2 separate regions of the Oryctolagus cuniculus genome follow, and region 2 is linked to region 1. Evidence: chromatin contacts called from public Micro-C data. All regions are on one chromosome and are shown on one strand. The core of a region is the stretch at or near the end of the contact, and the rest is flanking DNA. Distances in the headings are between cores, read along the strand shown. Region 1 holds the start of ALPK1 (alpha kinase 1). Region 2 holds the start of FAM241A (family with sequence similarity 241 member A).

Region 1 (6,839 bases), core at 2,764-5,263:
CAGTGAGAGGGAGAGACAAAGAGAAAGGTCTTCCATCCTCTGGTTCACTCCCCAAACGGCTGCAACCGTCAGAGTTGGGCCGATCTGAACCAGGAGCCAGGAGTCTCCTCCGGGCTCTCCCATGCTGGTGCAGGGGCCCAAGCAATCTATCCATCTTCCACTGCTTTCCCAGGCCACAGCAGAGAGCTGGATCAGAAGAAGAGAAGCCAGAACTAGAAGCAGTGCCCATATGGGATGCCAGCGCTGCAGGTGGAAGATTAACCCACTGTGCCACAGTGCCAGCCTTTGCGCTATTTATTTTTAAGATACAACGTTTTCTTCTATTTTGTTAACAATAAAACTCTTGATCTATTCAACTATTCAACAAACAAGAGCTAAGCAAGATTTCCTTTTAGCTGATTTGGAACTACATCTTCAATTTTAATGTTACATTCATAAAATATCTCCATCCAGGCAACAGATGTCCAATTATAAGTAGAAAAGATGAGAACACTCAGAGGCTTGAGCCAAGGGTGGTAAAAATTACTATGAAACCAGCATCAGCAAGAATTAACACGCCATGGTATTACTGGCTAATCCATCCTACACTGTCATTTGAAGACACTTTAATTATGATAAAAGCTCATTGTTCAAGAGGTAGACAGCATAAAAGAGTAAGTCATGAGATGATGCAATTAGGAGGTGACAAGAAAAGACCCTGCTGTTAGGATGTGATGCTTGGGTAATTTCTACTTTCCTCTGTATGTTTCCCTGTTTATTTTTAAAATTTCCCATAATAAACAGGTATTACACTTGCAATGAAACAAATCAAAATAATAAAAGTGTATACTTTGTCTTGGATATGTTTCTATCATTCTAGTTCATTCCTGGATTTTGGACAATAGTTCCAAAAGGATAACCAGGTTAGAAGCCACAGTATGGCTCAATCACTTCTAGCCCCTGCCACCCACATGGCAGACCTGGATATAATGTCAGTGTCCTGGCTTCAGCCTCACCCAGCCCTGGCTGTTGTGGGTACTTGGGAGTGAATCAGCAAATGGAAGATCACTCTTCTCTGTTGCACTGTTGCTCTGATTTCAAATCACTGACTATGAGTAAGTAAACATTTTAAAGCCATGACATTCCAGATGTAAAGTAGCCTTTTTTGGTAACACCTAAATTTTGTTTTAATATGCTATACATAACCCATTAGCTTATAATCCAGTCTCTTGAGCAAATCCACCACCAAGAAAAGTATGCAACATAGGGCTCTTATGACTAGCACCAGGGAAGATATATTATCCACCATAACAGGAAAAACTGGCCTTCTGGGTTATAAGTCTGGGTCTAAGCATCTTGGCGTGAGCCAACTTTCAGGGCTGGATGAACCTCAAGGTTCACAACAGTGACCCCTTGCGGCAGACACTGAGATAGACCATATCACTCAACCAACCTATCCTTACCAGTTATGCGGCTTTCCATTGTCAGTCCACTCCACTGAAAACTATGTCAACACGAATGGTGACACGGACAGACACAGGACTGAGTGGAAGCTCCAAGCCGCTGCTTTAAGTAGTCACTCTACAGTTCTCTCTTCCAAGTAGCCACTTCCCTCTTATCCTTGCCACATCAGCAGTTCCCCAGATAGTGCAGCCTCGGTCCCAGAGGGAAGGGCCACAGGTAGACAGAAGACACACAATACAAGCAAGGAAATCAACATTTTTTCCCCGCCAGTCATTGCTATTTTTGAGGTCATTTGTCACCACACTCTAATGTAGCCAATCTGTTAACCCCCTGAGCCAAAACGTCTCTCTACTGAATGACCTGAGTCCCTTGCATTTCATAGTCATCAACAGAAAAGCCAGAAACCAATGAACAAGTAAAATAATAAGTTCGTGGATTTAAGATAAATCATTGGTGTTAAAGTTCTCAAAACAGCTTTTTGAAATGCCAGTCCTAAGTGATCAAAGAAACAGAAGTGCAATGCTGGGAGCGGGGTAACAGCGGTCACCTCCGGGGAGGGAACCTGGGGCCAGGAGCAGGCAGGAGGATGACTTGAACCACACCACCTGCACTAAGTACCCACTGCAACACTGAGCAAATCTGTCCTCTACAAAAACCGCAAGCCCTCTGACTTTTATGGATCGAAATGGAGCTGAAAATCCACCAGGCATCATTAAAGCGGTGAATTCTGATAGCTGACATCAAACAGTTGTAAAACACTCATGATGTCTGCCAATTAAAGGCACTACAGATACCAAGCCAAGCTCTACTATAAGGAACCTTATCACTGAACGTGTGAAAAAGAAAACATAGACACAGCGTTTGGGTGTCAGAAGAGAGTTAAGGCTTCCTGCTGGTTGGCAGGAACACCGCAGGCACTCCCCCGGGAATCTCCAAGCTGGAAAGGGAAGGGTAAGATCCGGAGGGAAGGCAGGCAGGAAAGAAGAGCCGCTAGGTGGAGAGGTGTCAGGTGCAAAAACCCCGCCTCCACCTCCAACCCCTGCCCCCGGCTCCAGAGCCCCTTACCCCAGGAGGCCGGCCACCCTCCCACCACCCTGCAAAGCCAGGGCAGAGACACCCCGGCTTGCAGACGGTGTTTGGTCTTCAAATGTCGTGAACAGAAAGCCGTGTAGGGAGAGTTTTGCTGACAGCAGCCAGGTGTGCGAGCACGTTACTAGAAAGTTTGGGGTCCCTGGGCAATCAGGCACGCCAACCACGCTTCTCACGCTTTAAGAGCCAGAGTCTCTTAAAAGGAACGTGACAGTTTACGACTACTAGATTTCCCAAAGGCGCCTGTAACCTCGGCGTCGGCTCTGGCCAACGCGTTAGTAGGGTATGTTACTCCTCTAAAGCTGCAATTTTACCTCCGGCCCGCCCCTCCCCGAGGTCCCCCTGCTGTCGGGGGTGACCGCAGATAGGAAAGGCTTTTCTCCCCGGACAAACGCCGGAGCCAGTCGGAGGGGAAGAGAAACGCGGCGCGCAGCGAGAGACAGTGCCGTCCCCGGGCCGTGCTCACGGCGCCCTGCGGCTCCGCAGACTCTGAGGACTCCCCGGCTAGCGGGGCAGCGCTGCGGGGCAGGGGCGCCGCCCACCGAGCACAGACCTGGCGAAAAAGAGTGATGAAGGCGCAACGCCGCGGGAGGGGAGCCCAGCGGGGTGCCTCGCCCCGCTTCTCCGCGGGGTTGGAGCGGGGTGGATGCTGGTTTCCAGAAAACCTGGGAAGTTTCTCTTCGCAACTTTGAAAGGCGGGGGAAGTCCCCAGAAACAATGGATTACTGTATTTTCCTACAGAGACGGACGGAAGCGGGCAGGCAAGGCCGGGACCAGTCCTCCGCGGAGGAACTTCTGGCGCGCACGCCGCTCCCCGCGCCGCATCCTTTCTGTAGTTCCCAGGTTAGGAGAACCTTGGTCCACAACAGGAAAGTACAAGGGAGACACCGGCCCCGCCACCCCAGCCACCGTCTCCAGTATTTCTCTGCGGCCCCCTCCTCCACCAACAGTCACCTGTTTCCTAGAGCTGGGATCACGCTACCGCTAACGACTTTCTCCAGCCTTTCCTCACTATCGGACGCTGCCGTCTTCGGGAGAGGAACACACGACAGCCCCCTGCCTCAGCCCCAGACCGTCACCCGGCAGGTACCTTGGGGCTCCAAGTCAGCGACCTTCCCGGAGCAGATTCGCTTTCCAGGCTCTGCACGAGGCTAGTGGAGATGCACCGTCCGCAGCGCCGCGTCCGCACTCGACTCGGCGGAAGCGCTCGCGGGCCCGGAGGCTGCTCCGGTACCAACCACAGGTGGGAGACGCGGAGCAGTGCGGGGCAGACAATGCGGTTGGGGGCGTAGGCAACCGCGGGCAGCCGTCCAGCTCGCGCGCGCTGTCTCCGCTCCGAGCGCCGCCTCCGGCCCGGGAGCGTCTGCGCGGGCCACGGCTGAGGCGCGAGGCTCGCAGGCTCCGCCCGCCCCCGAGGGCCCGCCCCCGGCCGCGCGGCCTGCCAGCCGCCGACGCCCTTTCCCGCCGGAAGCCCAGTCCCGGGCTTCTGCCTTTCTGACTTCTGTTGGCCGGGTTTGTTGCGCAGGTCGCCGACCCGGGCCGCACCTCCCCCAAAAGTGGCCTCTGGAGGGCCTGTGACTTGCGAGCTGGATGTTTGGCGAGAAGGGACCGGAAACACTTCAACTTTCCCGGGAACTAAATATTGCCCCGGCGAACATTTTTACTAACTTGCAGGTTTCCATGCTGATACAGACGTTTCTGTGCCAGTTCTGTATGCTCTGAACATATCAAAGCAAAAAGCATGAGGAAGCACAAGGTAGGCAGATTCTTGCACAGGCTACAGTTTTATCGTTAATCATCAACGTTTATTATTTCTTCTCAGCAGTAGGGACAGCCAGGGGGCCTTCTTCCAAGTGACCAACGGCAAAGGACGTGGAAGATAAGACCTGCAATTTTTGGTTATGCCAGTAAACTCTCACATTAAATAATATTAGCAGAACTGGACTATCTGATCTTCAATCATCAAAAATATTTTTTTAAAGATTTTATTTATTTATTTCAGAGAGAGCGTTACAGTGAGAGGAAGAGAAAGAGAAAAAGGTCTTCCTTCCGTTGGTTCATTCCCCAGGTGGCAGGGAGCTGCACCGATCTGAAGCAAGGAGCCAGGAGCCTCCTCCCGGTTTCCTACGCGGGTGCAGGGGCCCAAGCACTTTCCACTGCCTTTCCAGGCCATAGGAGAGAGCTGGATTGGAAGAGGAGCAGCTGGGACTAGAACCAGCGCCCCACAATCATCAAAATTAAGGCAAATCAGATGGAAAAATGCTTTACAAATTGCAAAGGACCATATACATAGATGTTGTTAATAAGCGTAGTAAAAAATTGCTAAAAAGTCACGACCAAGCTGGAGATTGCTCTTTCTCTGTTTCCCTTAAAAGTGCTGGCTTACTTGATTTCCTAAATGACCCTAGGGGACTGAAAGCTTGTAGTTCTATATTAAAATCTAATCTCAGTAACAATTGTCTCCTTCTGACATTCTTGTGCCCTGCATTTAGTCTGCCTTGTTCTTTTGATTTTTGTTGAGTCTCCTGCCTGCTTGCCAAAAGCTAGCATGCTTCAGGCCCATGTACAACTGAAAGCAGAGGCACCCTTTAGCTTTAAAGCATTGAACAAACTGGAAAATGCAACATACCACATACTGAAGTGAAAAGTCTGTGTTTGTGTTTTTAAATAATAATTTTTAAAAAGTTTAAAAAAAAAAAAAAACCTGCATCTTAAAATGGAAAGGAGGACACCCGTGGCTGTAGCTTGAGCTCACTTTCTGGTAGCTGCGGCAGGGACACCCACAGCATTCTTGACTTTCCAGCCTTTGTGACAACTGTCAGAAGGCCCTGAACATTTAAAAGCTTGAATAGGGCCAGAACCAAAAATAACTATGCCTGCTTCCTTCTGTAATTTCAACTTCCGCTTTTTCTGAATATCTCCAATGGAACGCGTACAAAAGAAGCAATGTTAAGTCACTCATCCCTAAATTAGGCAAAGCAATTTGTAATCTGTGCTTTATTGCTGTTTTTGGTTCTGTTACTTTTAAGTGAAGAGATTCTTTCATGGGTTTACTACAGACTTGACTTGTTTAAATTTTATTCCATGTCAAAGTTTAAACAAATAGAGTAGGGAGAGCTTTTAGAGAGAACCATGAATATCATTCTTGGAAAACTAGAATTCTTTTAAAAAAAAAAAGATTTATTTATTAGAAAGAGAGAGAGAGAGCTCTACCTTCCGTCCACCGGTTCACTCCCCAAGTGGCCACAGCACACTGAAGTCAGGAGCTTCATCCTTCTTTGCTTGGCAGGGACTCAGGTGATGGGGCAATGTTATGCTTTTCCCAGACCCTTATCAGGGAGCTGGAAGGGGAGGTGGAGCAGCTGGGACTTGAGCTGGCACGCCTATATTTGCAGGCAGTTTTCTGTTAAAGGAACAAAAAACATTAATTACGCAATAAAAGCCTTCTAGACATTTCTGTAAGGGGTTTTATAAACATCCTCATATCAGGCTATGATTTTTCTTAAAAGAAACAACATATTAGGTGTGGGGGCCCTTTGGCCAAAAGAACAGGCCTGAAGAAAGATAAGGAGCTGCCATGACAAAAATGCAGATAAGCATGTGCCTGCTGGCAGCCACTCTGGAAGCTCTCTGATTTGCAGGTTTGCTTTTGTTTTGTTTAGATGTGGTTGTGTCGTTTGGACAAACCCATCAGTTGGTCCTGAAGTGGCCTAGAAGTGTGACACTTTATCTTGTACTTAGAGCTGCGCAGAATTGCCAGTATCTTCTACATGAGACAGGGTATGGTAAACCTCCTTTCCTGTGAATTTCACGGACTTCAGGTAGCTTTTCAACTTGTTTATCTTCACCTCATAGATATTAAATGTGCTGGGTGAAGTCAGGGTTACACAAAGTAAGCTAAGTACTTTTGGGAAAAGAGTGAAAAGAAGCCTTCAGGGAATTAGATTCCGCAAAACTTGAGCTGGGACCTTTTACCAGTTCAAAACAGAATAAAACAGGCAAGGGACTGACTGATACAAAAAGGAAGAGTTTACTGAATTATCAGTAAACTTAATTTGAAAAATAACGTAAAAGGTACACAATCCAACATATTTAATTCTAGCTTGAAGCGATTTGAAATCTCCAAATTATATTGAGGTTAAAAAAAATTTGTCACAGCGCTGCTGTTCACTGGATAGTGTTCCATCAGTGTTTCCCCAGTGATCACACTCTCAACCGCATGATATGGATTGCATCATGGTTGTAATTAAGTTACTTCATAGTTTGAAACTACAAAAATATTTTTCCGGGGCCAGTGCTGTGGCACA
Region 2 (6,839 bases), core at 2,332-4,831, 140 kb before region 1:
GCTAAGGTTTAGTCAACATTTTAGAATTGCCAACAGCTATTTATAATACCTCACAATTGTTTGCTATTCCATTTTTCCCTCTCCTAGTGAGTTTTAATAACCTTCTTATAGCTTTTTTTTCTTAATAAATACAACTCTTAATCTATATCCTTACTGTTGAGAGAGAACTGAGCATACAACTGGAAGCAAAGAAGCCACAACAGACAAAGGGAACAAAGCAGAGAAACTAGAAGCTAATTCCACAAGAAAAGGCAAATCTCTCCTTCTCCCAATCATAATGAAGAAAGCTAGAGAACACTGAGGGAGCACTGGTTCAGCATCTCCCTGGTGCAGCTTCCTTACAGCAAAGGAACACTAAAGGAAATGCAGGTTCACCAATAAATTCCTCTTCCTTTACATTCACATGAAATGTCCAGAAACCACAATTTCCTGGAATTTGGTTAAGATTTCTAACTTCTCAAAAATAGCTCCCCGTTCCGAAATCTCTCTGAATAGGAAGAAAGCTGATGAAAATTTTATGAGAGGCAAAAATTGAAACAGGATGCTCATAATAAAATATCATAGCATGTCAAAAATCAAACTGAAAAATGACAACTATTTTTTTCTAACAACATATTACCAAGTAAATACAGATCACTCTGATTTGTTCTTTTGTCTCTCCGGCAAGATGTATAATTGAAATAAGTGTGGAGGTATACTAAAAATAAGATATCGGGGGTGGGCATTGGCCTAGTGATTGAGACGTTGGTTGAAATGTCCACGTCCCATTTCAGAAGGTTTGAGTCCAATTCCCAAGTCTGACTCACAATTCCAACTTTTTCCCAGTGGAGACTCTGGAAGGCAGCAAGTGATACTCAAGTAGTTGGGTGCCTGCCACCTACATGGGAGAAACAGATTGAGCACCAAGCTCCTGATCATTTGAGGAATGAATGAGCAGAAGGGAGCTCTGTCTGTCAGTCTCTCAAAAATAATAAAAAATAAGATATGAAAGGTGTGAATGTTAAGAATTAAAAGTCCTTTCCACAACAGCAACTATACAAAGCACATTTGTACCACACGGGCCATTCCTTCAGTATGCATGTATTTCTTGCGACTTATTAATTCCTGGGAAAACACAAGGTAAATACCCTAATAAAACCACAACTAAACTATACACAATTTGAGACCTATGTGTTATGGTTGCCCAGGTAATAACAACCTTATATTTCCTATGGGAGACTGGCAGTGACAGCTTTATGTGTGTGTTATTCGTACTGTGCAGCAGAGTAAAAACAACAGCCCACCACTCCCCTAAGATGTGCCTGAGTTATCTGGGATGTAATCACAATAATGTCCCGTGTGTAAAACGCCATTAGATTTGTTTAAAGGTTGGTTCTGTAGCTCTGCAGGAAAAAAAAAAAAACAACTCTGAACAAAGAAACAAATGTTCTAAGAGAACTTCATTCCTCAATTGAAAGATAAACAACACTAAGAAAGGGTTCTGACTGGAGTCCTCGGTGGGGCTCAGAGGACTCTGGCCACTCCTTGGTGCAAGATCTTGGCATTTGTCAGGAGAGGCAACATCACATCCAAAAGATATTGAAATGAAAGCTGTTTGAGAGTGAGGATCTCGACTTGGGCCTACTGTCTAGTGGTGTGCAGTAAATACCTGTTGACACCTGAGCAAATACATTCTCGAAGAATCGAGAAGCAGCCTGAATCTACAGAAGAGCGGGTACTGTATTCTGGAACAAAGGACTTCTGTAGGACTCGTCACCTGAGAGGAGCCAGGCTAAGCTCTGCATTACTCTTTTTAGCTTGCGCCTCTCTCTGTATTCTGTGCTTTCTGCACTCCCACATACACAGGAGTTTCTCTTCACTCTTTAGCCTGATTGAAGAGTGAATAACTGTTTGACTTATTAACAGACACAAACCAAAAAGGGGGAGAACTTTGAAGGCTGCCTTACATGCACAGGATTGGCAATGAAGGACCAGCATTCTCTTGTCTACTGTATGTACCCCTAAAGTTTATGTGATAAGCAACAACACTACTAATATAGTCAAATCAAAATTTTGTCATCAGAGAAAAGGAAGGAGTTCCCTCAGGAACGTTTCTGAGTTCCTACATGACACTGGCTTCTGATTATACACACATAATCTTAAATACTCTCCTCTGACATTTGAAACATTTTTAAGAAAGGAATTAAATCCAACTAATTGCCTGTCTAACTTGAGAACAAAAAGCATATTTTCTAGTCCCTAGAGAGAGTGTGTGTGAGAGCAAGACATGTACTTAACAGACTTGAGAGTTTGCATATGAGAGCTTGCATGCGTACCACACAAATCATGTGCACACGAGAGCTTGTGTGCGTACAGGACACTGAGCTGCTCCTGATCAAACCCAGGAAACAGTTCTTTACATTAAGCCTAGGAATTCCAGCATATTTTAATTCCTCCTCTGGGCCTGAACACACTTTAATGGAAACCTCAAATAACTCATTCTTTTTCATACCATTGACACCCCAATATTTTATCTGTAGAATAAATCATCATTTTTTCTATATGCAGGTAGGAGAGACAGAAAAATCTGGCCTTTTATTTAAGCATCCCTCAATTTCCCTTTAACAAAATGGACAGAGTAGTAAGAAAAAGTCATTAACTGGATATTCCTCCCCTATCCCCTACTGAGACACGTTTTTGCTCATTTATAGAAATATACAGGGCTGGCGCCATGGCTCACTTGGTTAATCCTCCGCCTGCGGCGCCAGCATCCCATATGGGCTCCAGTTCTAGTCCCGGTTGCTCCTCTTCCAGTCCAGCTCTCTGCTGTGGCCTGGGAGGGCAGTGGAGGATGGCCCAAGTGCTTGGGCCCTGCACCCGCATGGGAGACCAGGAGGAAGCACCTGGCTCCTGGCTTTGGGATCAGCGCAGCTCCGGCCATGGCGGCCATTTGGGGGGTGAACCAGTGGAAGGAAGACCTTTCTCTCTGTCTGTCTCACTGTCTATAACACTACCTGTCAAATAAACAATACACACACACACACACACACACACACAAAGGCAGATACACCACCACATGATTCCTAGGTTCCAAAAAAAAGAACTGTGTATTCCTGGCAAATGATGGGCCGCTTCCAGACAGGCAGCCAGCAGCAAACTGGCACATTCCAAGGCCAGGCAAGCACAGAGACAGTGGCCGGAGAGAGCAGTGGAGTGTGTGTGCGTGTGTGTGTGCTCGTGCACGTGTTTCTCCTGCTTCTTTCACACACACCCACACACCCTTCTTCCTAACTCACAAACGCAGTCTCACATACACACAGTCTCACAAGTGTAGCTTTAGCTCTCACACTTGTCTCTAGGTGTCTCACGCACACAGGAGCTCACACACACTACCCATGTATTATGTATAGTCTCTCTCTCTCACTCACACACACACACACACACACACGCACAGCCTCTCTCACCGTCCACAATCTCCATCAGATATCTGTTCTGTGCACGCACGCTGCAGACTTTCTCTCTCCTCCGCCCCACACGCCCCCGTGGGCTCCGCCCCCACCTTGGCCCCGCCCACCGCAGGCTCCGCCCCGGCGGCCGCGGGCGGGGCGAGCCGGTGACAGGAGGGGCCGGGCTGGTTCTGTACTTCAGACGCGCAGGCCGGCCGGGCGCGTTTCGGAGGCTCCTGTCAGCCGCCTGCGCCGCGGATCCCGGGGTGACGGCCGCTGCGGGCGGCGTCGCGGCGTGGCCCCCGGGACGGCAGGAGTAGACGGCGGGATGTGCTCGGCCGGGGAGCTGCTGCGGGGCGGCGGCGGCGGCGGGGAGCGTGACGAGGACGGGGACGCCCTGGCGGAGCGGGCGGCGGCGGCAGCGGGGACCCAGCGGGAGCCCGGGGCGAGCCCGCGGCGGCTCGGGCGGCGGCCGCAGGCGGAGAGCGAGCAGGTGAGGCGGGGAGGGGCGGCGACGGCGCTGCCGGGCCGGGTCAGGAGCCCCACCCGGCGACGGAGGGAAGTGGCCGGGCCGCCTCTCGACTCTGCCCCGCGTGGGGCGCTGGTGGCCTCGGCATTCGGGCGGCCATCGGGAGGAGCGGTTGGACGGCGCGGCCGGGCGGGGTCGGGGGTCGCCGCCGTCGGACCGAGGGGTCCGGGCTGGCGCCGGGTTGCGGAAATGCCCTCCGTACGGCGGCTGCTTTCAAAGCCTCTCGCGCAAACACTTCTTTTTCGACTTGGTGTCCGCTCCCCCGAGCTGCGAGTGGGCCCTCTGCTCCGGTCCCGCCCTCCATCTTGCGGTGGGGACGCACGCCTCGCGGGGCCCTAAGGTGCGGGTGTTTCTCCCGCGGGCGGCCGCGCTGTGCCGCGTGCGCTGCAGCTGGCCCAACAGCACACGGCCCGACGGGGGCTGTCCCCGAGCAGGCGCTTCGCCGGAACCCAGATGACACCTGAGCTTCATTTACACAGTGAGAAAGCAAGAAATTGCTTTCTGTTAGCACCAAAGGGAAAGAAGTTTAAGGGGCCAGCCCCAGTAGGGGAAAAGGGAATTGGTTTTTGTTTTGTTTTTTAACTCTCCGAGTTTGATCTCATGAAATCTAGTGTGACAGTGGGCAGCTTATTTTAAAAACTGAGCTACACAGAGAATGGATTTTCACCAGCAAAGACTGTAATTAGATCTCCAAAAATACTCGAGATAAGTCATCTTTAGGATCACGCGAAGAGACGGGAATTCAAATGGTTGTTGGCCTTTCCTACAGCCTATATTGTTAAGACAATAATACCCGTCTCTTCTGGTCCTTCTCCATCTGTCCTTTTTGTCACGTTTCACAGACTCCAGTATCATCACTAAACGCCTTAATAGATAAAGCATAACTTCTATTATCGCAGTGTTACTTAGGAAGCAGAAATTGCTGTGTTGGGTACACAAAGTAGAGCTTCCTTAGCATTAGGTGTGATGGCCATGTGGAGTGTGTTTTTTGAAAATATATGTGTGACAGTATAAGAGATGGTGACTGAAGCAAATCATTGGTAACAGAGATCTTCCGGATTCCCTTCCTGGTGGTTTTCCCGCTAACTGTACCGTGACTCAATAACTAAAGGGCTCGGTTTCCTCTTACTTTAGTTTAGTTGCTCAACTGGAAAAGAGAAGAAAACTGCCACGGGAACTCCCTTGAGGGCAGGGGATGCATTTGTGCCCAAGTTGCCACAGTAAATTTTCAAATGGTTGTAAGGGAGCATCGTTATGATGATGGGGACTTCATCAGTAGTTCTGGTCTTACCAAAGTTGCTCACGGTACACAAGAAAAAGGATGAAACAAAAGAGTGAACCATGTTTCCTAGAAAATGGACTAAACTTTTGCATACCTGCTTCCGTCATTGCATGTCGTGGAAATTCCTTTTCTTGGGCTCCATTAGAAGAGTTATTTTTATAATTTTGGTTTATACCTTGTGGTTTATTTATGTACTGTAAACCTACATACAGTCATTGACAATCACACCTGAGATATGCATTGCTTAATGCATCAGCACCAAAGAAGAACTTCTTATCAAGAAGCCAAAAACAAGCAAAAATATTGCTTTTTAGATATATCATTTCTTTGCAATATTATCATGAAGTACTGCTTTCTAGCTTTTTGGTGGTCCTGTGAATGAAATTTAAAATTTTTGCACTGCCATTGACAATGGTGGAAATAACTTGAGATGTACAGATATTTGAGGCAGTGGTAAATGAAATTCGCAACTATAAAACAGATTCCAAGGAGTTGTTTCAGTTAGTTTTTCTTTGGGGGGAATTTTTTGGTAGTTCATTTTGTTTGTTTTGTTGGTTGTTTCAAGGACAAGGGCTCCAAATTACAAACTGAGTATTTTTGAAAAATTGGTTCTTGAGCTAGTGATTTAGAACTTACAGTGATTGTTTCTTTAGAAAAAATGATAGATCAGCAACAGAACCAAAACTAATTAGCTGGAAATGAGGTACAGACTGTCTTCCTGCTGTCCTTTCTGTTTAGCATGCTGCCTGGAATTCCAGAGTCTTCCAGTGGCCTCACGGATGTTAAGCTGAAATTGAAGGCAGCAGCTATCAGAGGCTCGCTCTTACCTGGATCAGGGCTGTGGTGATGTGGTCTTGAACAGTCACTCCAGAGGCACTTGCCTTCTGCTGCTCCAGTTCTTTAAATGATTTTGTCAGCACCGAATTTGTGTTAAACCCCTTTCTACTTCTATTTCCTTTACAGACTTTTGCACTTTCTTGATAATTTAATAGAGCAGAATTTTTCCTTGGGCTATTTCCAGGCCAAGGGCTCCTCCCTATACATCCTTTTGCTGAATTTTCTTTCTGTTCCTATTTTCTTTCCTATTCCTAATTCCCTTTCCTTAGCCTGGTCTTTTGCATAAGCTTTGATTATACAAAATCTATCTTTGGCTCACTGAAATTATAAAACCAGATAAAAATACATCCGTACTCTGGTATTTAATTCATGTAATACTAAAATACTAATATTAATATGTGTTTTATTGATAGCTAATATTTTATCAGCATCACTTTTTACTATTTGTCCTTAGGTACCACTGTGCTTGAGAAAAAGCTAAGGTTTCTCTATCCTTCTGTCCTGAATCTTTCCTGGTAGAATGACTGATAAAGGAGGCCGAGGTGAAATCAAGTATCCTAAGAAAGGAGGCCTTACAAGAAAGGAGCTGTGTCAGGTCTGAAGTAGGAGTCAGGCCCCTAAAGAAGATGAGCAGGGGGGAGAAGCAATTTCAGGGAATGCCCAGGGAACTGAAGGAACAGGACACAATCATTCCACAAATGTGGGAGTAATTGTATGAATGTGAGATGATCTACATGTGCACAGGTGGCTAAGTATAAGAGTCCAC

What was found. A called contact is a pair of places that touch in the nucleus more often than the background predicts.
Region 2: a contact with region 1 is called in a Micro-C map of ear pinna, with 5 times the contacts expected there. The contact joins the promoter of FAM241A here to the promoter of ALPK1 in region 1. A contact is called at or near these places in 2 of 6 Hi-C or Micro-C datasets (ear pinna and an unstated tissue).

Annotation. Positions count from the first base shown.
Region 1 is chr8:52,686,718-52,693,556 of mOryCun1.1, reverse strand. ALPK1 (alpha kinase 1) reads left to right here and starts at 4,013. Exons shown (of 14, transcript XM_070047742.1): 1 at 4,013-4,288. It overlaps TIFA (TRAF interacting protein with forkhead associated domain), which reads right to left and starts at 5,905. Exons shown (of 2, transcript XM_051820092.2): 1 at 5,746-5,905.
Region 2 is chr8:52,822,605-52,829,443 of mOryCun1.1, reverse strand. It overlaps FAM241A (family with sequence similarity 241 member A), which reads left to right and starts at 3,581. Exons shown (of 2, transcript XM_002717099.5): 1 at 3,581-3,918. The coding sequence starts at 3,754.